2 separate regions of the Mus musculus genome follow, and region 1 is linked to region 2. A link is a contact called in public HiChIP or PLAC-seq data. All regions are on one chromosome and are shown on one strand. The core of a region is the stretch at or near the end of the contact, and the rest is flanking DNA. Distances in the headings are between cores, read along the strand shown.

The links. HiChIP or PLAC-seq counts read pairs in DNA pulled down with a chosen protein or histone mark.
Region 1: an H3K27ac HiChIP or PLAC-seq map of embryonic stem cells shows a contact between it and region 2, with 4 times the contacts expected there. The contact joins two enhancer-like sites. A contact is called at or near these places in 1 of 115 datasets of contacts at active chromatin or transcription factors (embryonic stem cells) and 1 of 9 other capture datasets (embryonic stem cells).

The regions. Positions count from the first base shown.
Region 1 is chr9:77,478,058-77,485,225 of GRCm38.p6, reverse strand. All of the region lies in intron 2 of Lrrc1 (leucine rich repeat containing 1), which reads left to right. Among named protein-coding and RNA genes, the nearest start is that of Lrrc1, 63 kb to the left of the region's middle. Within about 2 kb of position 4,050, at least 107 of the 459 cell types and tissues checked have an H3K27ac peak or open chromatin away from gene starts, as enhancers often do. A contact at or near this core is called in embryonic stem cells, where this site is marked.
Region 2 is chr9:76,400,706-76,407,557 of GRCm38.p6, reverse strand. No RefSeq gene overlaps it. Among named protein-coding and RNA genes, the nearest start is that of Hcrtr2, 81 kb to the right of the region's middle. Within about 2 kb of position 5,132, at least 5 of the 459 cell types and tissues checked have an H3K27ac peak or open chromatin away from gene starts, as enhancers often do. A contact at or near this core is called in embryonic stem cells, where this site is marked.

The DNA.
Region 1 (7,168 bases), core at 2,801-5,300, 1.1 Mb before region 2:
GAGAACATGTGAAAACGGGATGATTGCACATCTGTGCAATTATAAGCTGAGATCTGTAGTACACTCTCAGTTGTTATAAAGGGCACCGAGACTTCTACATTAAGTTCCAGAGCCAAGACACTCACTGCTGCTCTGCACGTCAGGGACTGGCTGTGGTCACACCTAGCATAGGCAGAGCCCTGATGACCAGGAGCAGACACGATGCTGTGTGTTCTCAGGGATGTGCAAGCCGCCTTGGTAGAGTCATGCTTGTAGGTTTGAAAGCGTAGACAAGAAAAACACCGCCAAGGGCAGTGACTCAGAAGTCCCTCGCCGTCGTCAGCCAGAGAAAGCGCTAGTTTCAAGGGTGGTGGTGGCAGCTAGGATTCTTTCTAGCAATGTTAACTCTGGATTGTGGTCTGTCTTCCTTCACTTGGAGCAGTTGTTTCTGCAGATGTGCTCTGAGGCCACCTACATAGAATCCTTGCTAAAATCCCATATTTCCATCTCAGCCAAGTCAAAATTTCTGAAGCCAGATAGCCAAAGTTTGTATTTAAAATCCAAAAACTTGAAATTTAAACTGGAGCTAGTCACCGAAACCTGGGCCATTCTTGATTGGGTCCAGATGCTAAAGTAGTATTTAGGCCAAAAGGATGCTACAGTCTGACCTTTCTGGTGTTCATGTAAATCTGCAATAGTTTTACATATGGATAGATTTCACGTCCCTATTTTGAAAATCTGAAATTTGAAACATTCTACACTCTGAAACATTGAGTACCCAGGTGAATTTTGGCTATAGGGATTTCCAGCTGATGGGCTGGATCAGTTCATGTTAACTTGGCACAGCTGTCCCGAGTGCTCTAAGAAAGCAGGCTGAGCAAGCCACACGGAGTAAGCCAGCAAGCAGCACTCCTCTGTGGCCGTTGCTTTAGTGCTCATCTCCAGGTGACTTCCCTTCATAATGGGAACTAAGATGAACCTTAAGCTAAAATAAACCCTTCTCTCCCCGGGTTGCTGATGGTCATTTTGGTTTCATTACAGTCACAGAAACAACCGTTAAGACACCTGGCAATGTCTGTACGCGTCTGAAATCCAGAAAATTCCAAAATCCGAAATACTTTTGCTTTCAGGCATTTCAGATAAGAGTCAGTCAGTTTGTTCAGAACATTATTTTTCGCCCAGTTCAAAAAACTCAAAGGTCTGTTACAGTGATCCAGTTACCATTCTGTTAAAGCAAGGATCTCGCCTTCTGCCTCCCCCACCCGCGATCTGGATTGTGGGACCTGTGCGGATTGTTGTAAGGGCGCAGCATCGTCAGGGTGTGACTTAGCTGGGATGTGCTGCATGGTTTGTTATGAGCCTTGGTCCTGAAGTGCTTCCTTTTTTCTTTTTTTTTAAATTACAGAGAAAACACTAGTTTTACAACATGTATTTCATAACATTCATCCAGTGCCAACATCAGGAGAGGGGGGAGGCAGGGGCCAGTGAGTGCTGTGTGATGGATGCTTTGAAGAGACAGTGCCAGTTTCAATGCCTGAGTTCTGTTGTGTCTTTTAAGGAACTTAAACACCCTATGAGTCTCTCTCCATCTGTCAGTTGACAACTTGTAATTTGAAAGCTTTTTACAGTATTCCTTTGAGTAATGTAAACATGTTTTTTAAAAATTTCTTTTGAGTGCTTTTCTTGTACTCCATTTTTTTTTTCTGTATCTTTTAAGGATTACTTTAGGAAAAAAAATGTCAGTGTGTATGGGAGGTAGAGAACGTCTTACAAGAATTAGTTTTAGGGCCTGGAAAGATGGCCCCATTGTTAGGAATGAACAGCTCCCATGGAGTTCCATTCCCAGCACCCATGTTGGGCAGCTCACAAGCACCTGCGACCCCAGCTCCGAGGGATCGGAAGCCTCTGAGGAAGAAGAGGTTAAATGAGATCCAACTTCCAGTCTCCATCCACCGTTCCCCTGCCCGCCCCTGACCAGCTACACAAACAGCTTTCTTGCCCACGTTGATCTTCCTTCCACCCCAGGCAGTTTAACCAGACCTGCAGCACAGGCTTTGGGAGTTGGGAGTTGAATCTGTCCCTGTAGGAGGAAATCACTTGGTTGTGGAGGTAAAGTGTGCATGGGAGTAACTGTGAGGTCCCACGTTAATGGCCAACTCCTCAATCCGTAGTGATTTGAGTCTAGCTACGTCTCAGGTTCAAGTGAGGCGGGGTTTGGTTTTGTTTGCTTGCTTGTTTAAGGCAGTGCCCTAGGCCCACCCTGGGCTGCCCTTTTGACTTTGTGGGCTTGGGTGACAGTGGTCCCAGAGATGGGTATGTTAGTGCTGAGAACCAGCAAAAGTAAATGCCCGGGTATTTGCTGAGGTTTCCATAAGACAACCCCCCCCTACCACCACCACCACCATCTTCTTCCTCCCTCCCTCTCCTGCAGGGTCTTACTCCGTAGCTCAAGCTGTCCTTACCTCACCTGATAGTCCATTTGTGCCAGAAGACTGAAAATCCCTCAAGTGCTAGAATACTCAGTGGTTATATTACTATAGTAGGGGTGTGCTTTGGAAAAACCCAGTAATGAACCGGTTGAGAATGGTGTCCTGTCTGCTTCATCTAGGCCAAATGGCTTCTCCCTGTATTTCTCTAGAACTGTGTTCATTCGTGGCCCTGCACTCTTACCTACTCTGTGTGTGTTATCCAAAGAGTGACTCATTTAGCCTGTGATTGAGTCTCTCAGCTGACAGGCAATGTGTGTAGTGGTGTGGCAGGCAAACACGGCTCGGTAGGGTGTGACCTAATTGGAAGGGCAGGGGGTGCTTTTAAAAGAGAACAGGGAAACTGGCAGCATGAGACTGGTCAGAGGAGTGGGCCACTGCAGGGGTGTGGGGAGTGGGCAGCTGCAGGGGTGTGGGGAAGTGGGCCGCTGCAGGGGTGTGAGGAGTGGGCAGCTGCAGGGGTGTGAGGAGTGGGCAGCTGCAGGGGTGTGAGGAGTGGGCCGCTTCGGGGGTGTGAGGAGTGGGCAGCTGCAGGGGTGTGGGGCAGTGGATCACTGCAGGGGTGTGGGGAACGGGCTGCTGCTGGGGTGAGTCAGAGGGAGAATTTTTGCTTTGTGGTCTAAGGTAAGGGAGAAGTTGGGGTAGGGGTGTGGAGTTAGACTTTCTGGATCAAAATATACCTCCATTAGAATTTTCTAGAGAATTTGATATATAAGTACCAGTGACTGTATTTTAGCCGTATTAACTCAGAATAAGTCCAGAGAGCTGTAATTTTAAATGAAAAGAGAAGATTCTGATGAATAAAACTATTTCACTTTTGATAGTTGCTATTTTTTTGAAGTATAAGTAACTTTTAATCAAAATCATATGTGAATATATGTTTAAACGTAACTGGTTTTAGGAGAGAAGTGAGCGACTGGCAGATGGCTACATTTCTCTCCTTCCTGTTATTCCCTGTGAAACCTAGTACTCAATATTGTCTTTCTGAAGCAAGACCTTGTACCTGCAGACACGATTGAGCCAACTCTGTGGGGAAGGAAAAGCTGAGCTGGAATGATTGTTTTGATGTTTGCTGCCAGGATCCTTAGTTGGAACCTTTTCTGAGACACTGTGCCCTGTATCCTAGGCTGGCCTTGAGTTTGCTGTGTAGCCGGAGTTGACCTTGGGCTCCCGAGTTTCCTGTCCCAGCCTCTCCCGCGCAGAGATTATAGGGGTGTGCCACCACACCCAGCATGACCTTTTTATTTTTTCTTTCTTCAGGGCAAGTAACATGACTTGTTACAAGACTTACACAAAATAACGTTTTTGAAGGGCCCTTGTCTGTCTTCCCTGTAGCATGTGAGGCCCAAGCCTGCCGACCTTCTTGAGCCCTGAAATGGATGCCGAGGACTGGGCTCTGTGTACGGGCTGGCTGCCTCCTGGGTGTCTGTAGTGCTTGGGATACCATGATAAATGGAAACATTTGAAGAAATTCTGCGTTTAGCTTTTCCCTTTCATTACCAGAAGAACAGCTGTGACAGCACAAGGGAGACTGGGAGAGCGCATTCATATTTAGTCTTGTTTGACAATCCCAGATATTTTTAAACAGGATTGAGTCAGACAGCCTGCAGCACCACATTCAAACCGTCTTAATCAGCCAGCCTGTTTGGCACACAAGGACCTTGTTTTATTCTAGTAGTAAATAATTCTAAATGAATCAATACGATGTACTGGCTGTCCCCAAAGTCACAGTGTTCAGTATGTCACCACAGCCTGCCAGCATCTCCTGTACATGCGTGTTCTCTTTACTGCTGGTTGTTGTGGTCCTGATAGAGTCTGAGTCTGGCTGAGGCTTAATTCATGGCTTTTGCATAATAATTCTGGGTCATCACAGCTTTGCCTTTCTCCCCGCTTCCACTTAACATTGCCAAGTAGACACATCGCTCACTTTCTGCCCAGAAGTGGTTCTTGTTGTGGCAGCTCATTTCCTTCAGCTCCTGGGATCTTACCGTTCTGCTCCCCTGTGGCTTGGAGGTTCTCATCTCAGCAGCTGCTCTCCACTGATAGCCTTCTCATGCACCATTCTGCTCCCCCAGGCCATCTGCTCACATGTTCCTCTTCTGTCTCTCTCACATAGGTAGGTTCTGATGTTCCTGTGGCCATGCCCTCTGCCCTTGCTATGTGACTGCGCTCCTGTTGCCTTCTGAGAAAGGGTTTCTCTCTGCTCCTTAGATTTTGCAATTAAAGTAAAAAAAAAATCTAAACACACTGAAGTGTAACTTTCTTCTGACCCTTGGTATGTTCCTCAAACAAAACTTCTTTCTCTTTTTTTTTCTCCTCCTTCCAGTTGCCAGGCTTATTGAAGGCTTGGTCTACTCCAGGTTCTCAGACATGGAGATTCAGTGTACCTGTAATTTTTCTTAAACACGATTCTATTTCTGTAGACTATGAAGATGTATTTATGTATCTGTCACCAGAAAGACTGGACAAACAAGCTTAGATTAGAATTCCCACTGAAGCGTCCTGTCCCCCAGGCACTGACATGCATTGCCTTGGCGATGGTTGGCTGCACACCAGGATGGGAGATGATTCTGAGGGATTCTGTATGCATGAGGGGCTTGGTGGGAAAGTGACAACGGTGGGAGCCTGCCACGTCAGAGCAAAAGAGACCGTTCAGATAGGTCATCTCACCGATTCCTTTCCTTTCTCTGACTTTTTGATGTGTGCCAAGGGACAATAGGAAGCAGAGGTGGAAAGCAGACCATAGGGGAAAATCAGAACGGAGCAGCAGCCGGGAGCTCCCTGCTTCCAGCTGAAACAGCGCTCACTGCAGTGCCTTGGGAACTGAACAGTGCTGCATGTAGGACCGGTTTTGTATAGATGGGAGCCCAGAGCTCAGCTCCATAAGCTGTGCAGAGGTCTGGAGCAGGTGAGCTAGCCTTCACCAAAGCCATTCCTGCATCTGCCCTTGATAACGACAATGGCAGCAGTGTGTGGGAAGTGGGAAGTGTGACATTAGAAACCACTAGTGCCAGTGGGACTCCATATGTGGAAGGTTCTACTCCTTACTAACCAGCTTTAGGTAAAACACAGATGGACTCAAAGTAATGCCCAGAATTAACATTCAGGGTTATGTGTCTGCGGGATGCATGTTAAACAGATGAGCTGTGTATGTAGCTGATGGTGGTTGTTGTTACTGGTTGTTGTTGCTGCTGCTGCTACTGTTTTATTGGCATTCAACATAGGATTTTCATCTCTTATTTTGGTAAGAAAAAAAAATGTTTGCCATAATTTAATAAAAGACAGATTGTAGCCTGACAGCCCAGGATATCATTTCAAATTAAACAACAGTCCTGTGTAATTCATTCATTCATTCATTCATTCATTCAGCATCACGATGAGCAACCCTTACCTTGTTCTCCCCATTTTTCCCCTTTAGTCAGCTAGTGAGTGCTGTTTTGGAGACTGGAGTCTGGCTCTTGTTTTACATTCCTCTTCCTCCTCCTCTGACTCCTCGGCCTTTGTGGTTTAGGTTCTCCTTACATCCCTATTAAAGCAACAGTTTATTCCTAGAAATTAGCTTACAGCTACACCTTTCTTCCCTCTTTCGTTGATGTGTGGGCCACGCTCGAAGTGATGCTTTCTGCTCTTGACCTCCGCCTATTCCCTAGTTCCTTTCTTTTCTACCCAGTGGCCCTCCAGGCATTTGTGCTGCATCCTTAAAACAGGAGGCTCACTCACTCTTGCTTCCTCTGATCCCCACTCTCCTCACCCACCCCCATTTCTGCAGAAGACGACAACCTGACAGTATTTTGTGTTTCTCTGTGTACACTCCTCTGTCATCTGTAGTTCCTGCAGTGCGTCTTGAGTGCCTCAAATGTGGCTCTGTAGTGTTCAATGGAACCTTTGTGTCTTTCTTGCAGAGGGATTTCACCAAAGCTCTCCTTTTCCAGATGTCAGTGAGGGGTCTTGGACCATTTATTGGATGCTTCTCTGTTTCTAAACAGGTCTGCTCCATCTCGGTATTTGTTTCACAGAATAAGTGCCAGTGAGCAATTAATTTATCCACTCAAGTGTAATGTGTCGTGATAGACAAAGCAGGCTGTCCACAGTCTTCCACAAAAGCCAGGGCTCCGAGTTCTGAAGCCAGGACTGAAAGCCATGCTTAGAAGGAAAAGGTCACATCGCCTGACTTCCTTGACATCACTAACATAGTGGTGGGCTGGTGCTGTGAACATCAGGAGATGTTTCACCTTGATAGTTTTGGGATTTGGTGACTTCTTTATTTCTTATAGGAACATATAAGCTAAGCTTACACATTGCTTTGCTGTGGGATGGACTAGAATCTCATCTTGTTGGTTAAACTTAGATTCCCCGAAGGGCAGGGGATGTCCTTTGAAATCATGTCTAAAGTGCTGTATCTGTTGTGAAGGCTCTGTCTGTGCGAGCAGCCTCCAGCAAACAGTGCCGGAATGGTGGCCTGCCTGCTGTGTGTCAGAGCTCTGCGCTGATGTCAGCGTCCTCACACAGGCCACGGAAAATGTCTTTCTGGTAAACTGCAGATTTGGTGTGTTCCTTCCAAGACAGCTAAAACCCACTTGTCAAAAGCAGCTCAAACTCAGATGATGATAACTTGCAGTAGATCTGAATTAAAGGTTATCTTAACATTCTGGGGAAAAGAGGAATAAAAATAACAAAATCTGATACTTGCAAAATTCCTGAGA
Region 2 (6,852 bases), core at 3,883-6,382:
ATGCTTTTGATCTTGGCTCTATCAATTCTCAATTGTTTGCATCTCTTGAAAGTGGTAGGAAACCAACAGTAGCATGGAAAAAAGTCACCAACAACGGAGTGAGTTCTGTAAGGTAGGGAGATTAGGATGTGGTTACTGCATTCAGTCTCCTGGAGTGTGTGGGCTTAGTGAGTTTACATACAAGGAATAATTTGCCAAGGAAGTGTTTAGGTCACAATGCCTGTTGCAACTCTTGGGCACCTGTCAAGCAGCAGTGATGATCACTTGCAGAAGACAGTTTTGATCTACAGAAAGTTACCAGCACATTAGCATTTGGCCCAAACACCAAGAGTCTTAGTTATTGATGAATTGGTGAAAGAGAAGTCTCAGAGTCAGAAATAGCTTAGAAATATTTTGGAGACTAATATTTTCCATGATGTTTCAATATAAAAAAGAAGAATTTATTCATGTCAGAAGTAAATAGGATACACTGTAGTGTGATGAAGGGAGATGTTTTTGTTTTTGTTTTTTTATTTTACTTAGACCTAAAATACCATTCCATCCAAATTCAAATGAGGTTGTTAATAAAGCTAGTTGTGCAAATGGCTCTTTTATATTAGATTTTTATCAGACTCTAGGAATTCATTAATGTGTTATTCACTTTTGCAGTGATTAGTAAAATATACAGCCTCTTTGCAATTCTTTTCTATTTACACTTACAATTAGGTATATTTGCTATTAAAAATGTATTAACTCAAGTTGAAAATTTAAGCTATTATTACATTTCAGTTTCAGCTCAATAACATTTACTATTGATAAAAACAGTTGAAGACAAAGTGGTATAAAGATTTTATCTGATGTTTCTCCTTTTCATTAAAAAGATAAATAATTATTGGTTAATAGTTGGTTCATTATAAAATAATTGTGCATTTAAACATTTTCTAGATAAAGTGTAACCACAGATAAAATATTAAATATAAATATATATTAGGTTTGTTTTCCAGATGCTTAAAGTCAAAAACAGAGAATGTATTTAGTTGAAGCTGACAGATGATTAAACTGGAGGTTTTGAAATTTTTCTAGGAGTTTTTGTATGTTTTGGTGTTTTACTCAGTGATTGATTTCACATCTAGTTCTATAGTCCATTGTCATAAGATTTGGGTCAAATTGAATATCTCAATAACCCATCATCTAATTAGTGGGCCTCCTAGTTTCAAGATTTGCCCTTGAAGACTAAAAGCAAGGAAAGTCTAATATATGCTAGCACAGTCATTCTTCCTTTATAATATCCTTTCTTTCCCTTGTTTCTTTTCTTCTTTCATTCCTTTTACTCTTTGCTTCTTATATTAGCTACTTTATCCACTGCTATGATAAAAAGCAGGACAGAAGCAACTTAAAAGAGTTTGGATTTGTTTAGGCTCAGTTTGAGAGATGGTGCATCATGGCAGGAAGTTGGGGCAATGGGAGCTTGAAGCAGCTGATCACACTGAATCTACACACAAGAAGCAGAGATGAATCATTTCTTCAGCCCAGCACCCTTTCTCCTATTTGTTCCACCCAAAATCTCAGCCCATAAAATGATTCTGCTTACATTATGGCTAGTCTTCCCACTTCAACTAACCCAATTAAAAACATCCCTCACAGATATGCCAAAAGTTTGTTTCCATGGTGATTTTAAATCCTATGAAGTTGACAGTCAAAGTTAAACATCATGCTTTCTAACCTCTTTTTCTTCCATCTCAAATAATTATTGATGGATAGCAATAAGTAAATTAGATATTCAGAGAGGTTAGATTTGCTGAAAATATATTCACATTGTGAGTTCTGCTCCAATGGTTTAAAAAATGATAGACTTGTCAACCAATGATATTAAGTGTTGATGTAGAGATTATTTTCATTATAAATGAAATAAATGTGTTACAAATGCAAAGTTTTCTGTGTAAAAATTGTGTATATCTTTCTGTACATTATTAATTCTCATCTGGCATATTCTACCAAGAAATTTTTTAATTACTAGAACTTCTTGTATTGTAAACATCAATGATATCACGATTAAAAATATATCAAAAGAAAGCACTGAGCAGTGATGTGGTTTAGTGGGTAGAAGTGCTCGCTATGTAATCTTGATTACCAGAGTTCAATGTCTGGTAACCACATCTTAAAATCTGGATGATACTGCACTTGTTCAATTTCAGAACTCCTAAAGCAATATGTGGGGTGGGTGAGAAAGGAAGCCTAAGGACAATCTAGCCTGGAGTACACAGCATGGCAACAAGAGAAGCCTAACCCAACAGTGTGGAAGGAGAGATGTGAATCCTGAAAGATGCCCTCTGATCTCTAATGTCACCTGCATCCTACACACACATCGTGCACATACCAACAAAAGAAAGCATACTTAAAATCACCAAGGTTATCTCTGAAATCTGCTGTTTTCATTTTCATCTGAACTGCCTACCTTAATTTACAATAGCGCCATCTCTCAAACAAAATATAGAGCCTTAGATCTTCTTCCACATATCTTTCCTTCTGCTAGAGAACTTTTCCATTTTGAGGTTTTTCAGTCCTATACCATATATTACTGGGTCCTGTGCAACAGTCGATTTATCTCTTTGCTATGTTATTAGGTACAATGTCTGCTTTTGCCACTAGAATGTAGGTTCCATAGCCCTCATAACTCAATGAATCAAAGAGTAATCTTGGAATGTTGCAGAAACTGTACTGATATATTGATACTTTGAAAGTATTTTTACTGCTTGAGAAATTCATACATTCATATGAAATATCTTGAGCAATCTATCCTCAATCCCTTTCCTTCCAATTCTGCACCTATCTCTTCTCCTTTCCAATGTCATGTGCTCTGTAGTAGCTTCTTTTTTCACTTATTAGTACTTTATAACCTTTTGGTAGGAATAGTTTTATTCTTTCCTCCTCTTCATCCTCCTCCTTTTCTTCCTCTTCTTTCTTTCTTTCTTTCTTTCTTTCTTTCTTTCTTTCTTTCCTTCTTTTTTCCTTTCTTTCTTTCTTTCTTCCCTTCTTTCTTTCTGTTTTCTTTTCTCTTGAAACAAGCTCTCACTATGTAAACGTGACTATACTGAACTTGGCTATGTAGACCAGGCTCCTTGAACTCACAGAGATCTGCTTGCCTCTGTCTCTTAAGGGACGGAATTAAATGCTTTTAATACCATATCTTGTTTCCAATAGATATTATTAATATTTTCAGCACAGTGTACCATTTTTACTTTGAAAACTGACCGGCATGTTTGCTTACATTGCATTGAAAACCATTACCTGTCTTTAAAATTTCTTTAATTGCTCACTTATATTTGTTTAATTACACAAGTTATTCCACATACAATAAAAATGATAAAAATCTATAATGTTACTTTGCATACCCTTTCAGTAAATAATATTTATATATACACTCCTAACCATTTATAGTTTCCTGTAGGTATTTAGAATTATGAAGCAATATGATTCCATGGGAGGACAGGATTAGAAACTCATGGGGTAAAGATTGTTCTTAAAATTCCATTTGGCATTATTGCACTATCTGCATTTATATTAAATTAGTAAACTAAATATAAAAGGTCTTTTAATAACTTTTAGAGGGAGAGAGAAGGTGAGGAGAGCACCAGGAACAAGGCTGAAACTAGGCCATTGCCTAAGAATATAGCACTTTGGTATAGCTTATTATAGTAAAGTGCCAGGAAGAGTTATCATAGGCTATTTGAGCCAGTACTCTGGTCTAGTTATTAGTAATAGATCTAGGAACTGCTCTGATACTAGAGCACCTATTACCTCAGTGTAATGAACTATCAGACATCATTTAAGAAAAATAACATCTAATGTGGTGGCTATGGTTGGTCACCTTTCATGAAGGGACAATTAGATCTTGACACTTGTTTCCTAGAACAAATTGATGGGAGAGCACCTCCATGTGGACCACTCTCAAACCCACTGCAGTGATACTTTTCTCTCTGGTTTTACCGAGTTTATTCACACCATCTTCTCTCTGTTGCTTTCAGTAAGTCCTTCATAGCCTCAGATTCTGGGCTCAGACAGTTCTTTTTATTGTTTTTCATTATGGCAACTATCTAAGCATGTGATTGACTTGCAGAAATATTTCAAGTTTTGCTAAGGTCCCTAGATTAGCCATTAGATTACCAATGTTGATACAGAAGGGATTTGGTGAGTCCTAGTCAGACTCAAGAGGATAAAACAGAAAATGAGATCAGCATTCTGGTCAATGGAACTAAGCCTGAAAATTCCTCCATTAGCTCAATCTGAATGGTTGACAAGTGGAGTGTCTCACAAAATGATCACCTCTGTACGATATTTACCTTTAAACAGTCTCCCTCCTCGACTCTGCATAATCTTGCAGTTAACTCAAAAAGACTTAGATTCTTTGAAAGAAGTCCCCTATTGCAAAATTGAGGATATTCCAACTTATAAGTTTAGAATGCTCCTCTCCATACTTTTCTTTTTCAATGCTGGATGAATTAGATGTAATTTTCCAAAATATGAGCTACTTCTTGAAAAATACAACATTAGTGCATTATAGGATATTTTCTGAAGCAGAACTTTCCTCCGATTAATTTAAATATTAATACAACAAGAAGCCCGTGATTGTACAAGGAAAAAGGAGGCAGTGCTAAGAGTTTCAGGAACAGAGACAGGGACAGGTGGGGGGTGGGGAAGGAAGGAAGATGGAGGAAAAGAAAGATGATCCAGATTCCATGTGGCTTTAAATAGCCACAGGTAGCTATGGATATCATAAAAAAAAATAGAATAATTGGGATAATTTGTCTAATCTAGGTGGGCAGCTCATCTCATTATCAATAGGCTCTGAAATTATTTTGTGGGCATCTTGTGAATTGATAATTTATTGATATAGAAATCTGACTGATTAATTATAAGCTTCTAGAGTTTTGATTTACTGGGTTAAGAGGATTTGTGACAACTAGCCAAAGGGAGTAGATGGCTGAGAAGGTACAAGCAGCTCTGAGGCAGATGAACCAGAGAAGACTACCACATGGGGTTAGCCTAGAGGCAGAGAGACCACAGGCAGAGAGTGGCTTGCTACGCACACTCCAGTGAAGTCTGCTTGGCAGACCAAGAGCCTGGAAACACTCACAAGGCAGGAAGTTTCAAGGAAACTCAACCTCCTGGAAGCAGGCATTCTCATAACCCGTACACTCATACCCTATTCCCTCGTTAGTCTGGTGTATGGATCCACGTGCTCTCTTTTAGTATTGTTTTATTATAAGTACCTTTAAAGATTGAATTCGGACATAGCTAAACCTCCACCAGTGTTCCAACATCCTAGAAAATGCTTGAAGCCAACGAGCTTGGAATTCAGTAAGAATGTTACCTATTCAGTAACATTCAAATTTACTTCTAGTAGAGACAGTGAAACTAATTAGGCATTACAAAGAACGGAGCTAGGATAGCTCAGGGCTAGTCTGCAGAGTGATTACTTAGGACAGTAGCCAGTCTCATCCAAACAAGGGAATACACAATGGCCTAGGGAATAGGTAGATTTACCATGAAAGAGTTAGGGAATCCCCCTGAGACAGGTTTCTTCACTAGGCCCAAAGAAACAGCATAAATCAGGCATTTACTAAGAACCCCTGGTGACGGGCTTAATAATAGACTAGCATTATACCTGGCTCCCTTCTTAGTGGTAAACAGCAGAGGCCTGGTCCCCACCATCTTTTGATGTATACATTCCTTATGTTTGTTTTGTGTCACTGTAACTCGGTGGATGTATCTTGCCTGGTTTCTTGTCACTCTTCTGTATAAAAAGTTTGATGCTCAACTTGAAAAATTACACTCAGAGTCTACACAATCTCTCGTGTCGCATCTGTTTGTCATTCATTCGCCGACTCCTTGCCCACCTGCAACTAGAGACCTGTTCTATGCAGACAGGGACAAAAAAGGATCTGAGGCAGTGGCTGGGTATAGCGTGGGCTGGTGGCATTTTTTACTATTTCCCACAACAATTTTCAATGATTTAATTTTATTTTTGAGAACTCTATAGATAAGCACTATATCTATATAACTCTACTTCTTCTTTGTCCACTCTAACTACTCCTCCATCACCCCTCCCCTCTCCACACTCTTCTTCAGTTATTATTATAATTATTATTACTGTTATTATTATTACATATGTATGCACACACACATACACATAACCTACAGAGTCCATTTAACTTTGCTCCTATATGTACATGTGCTCAAAGCTGACAGCCTGGTTTTGGATAATCTATGTGAGAGCTCACCATTGAAGAAAACTGATTCTCCCTCTCACACCAGTCATTCATTGACTGTCTATAGCTGAATCCCCCATGCCCCATGCATTATCTTTAAATCTACTGAGTCCACTTAATACTGCCTTTATATGCATGGGCATAGGGCCACCTGATAGAGCATGAGTCACCATTCAGAGACCACATTCCTACTTCAATAGCACCTCAGCCAGGGGTAGGGCTTTATAAGTGTCCCTTACATCTGTGCTGGAACATTTGTCTGCCTTGATTTTGTTTCAAGTGTTTGCTTGTGAGTTCATGTGTACAGTGACTTTGTCATGTCTGACAAATGCTATTTCTCTGCAGATATCCACTACCTCTGACTCTTGCAGTCTTTCTGTTCCTTATTCTTAGGTGATACCCAAATATTGAAGGGAGATGGGTGTTATATAAACATCACATTTAGAGCTGGTGGCTTATTTAGAAGTTCTAAGGCTTCATGTCAGCAAATCACACACAACACCACTATAATATACCCATAGATCCAGGTGTTACCTATTATAAATTACAATTTTAAAACTTTTTGAAGAGCAATGCCATGACAAATAAAATGTCTTATATTACA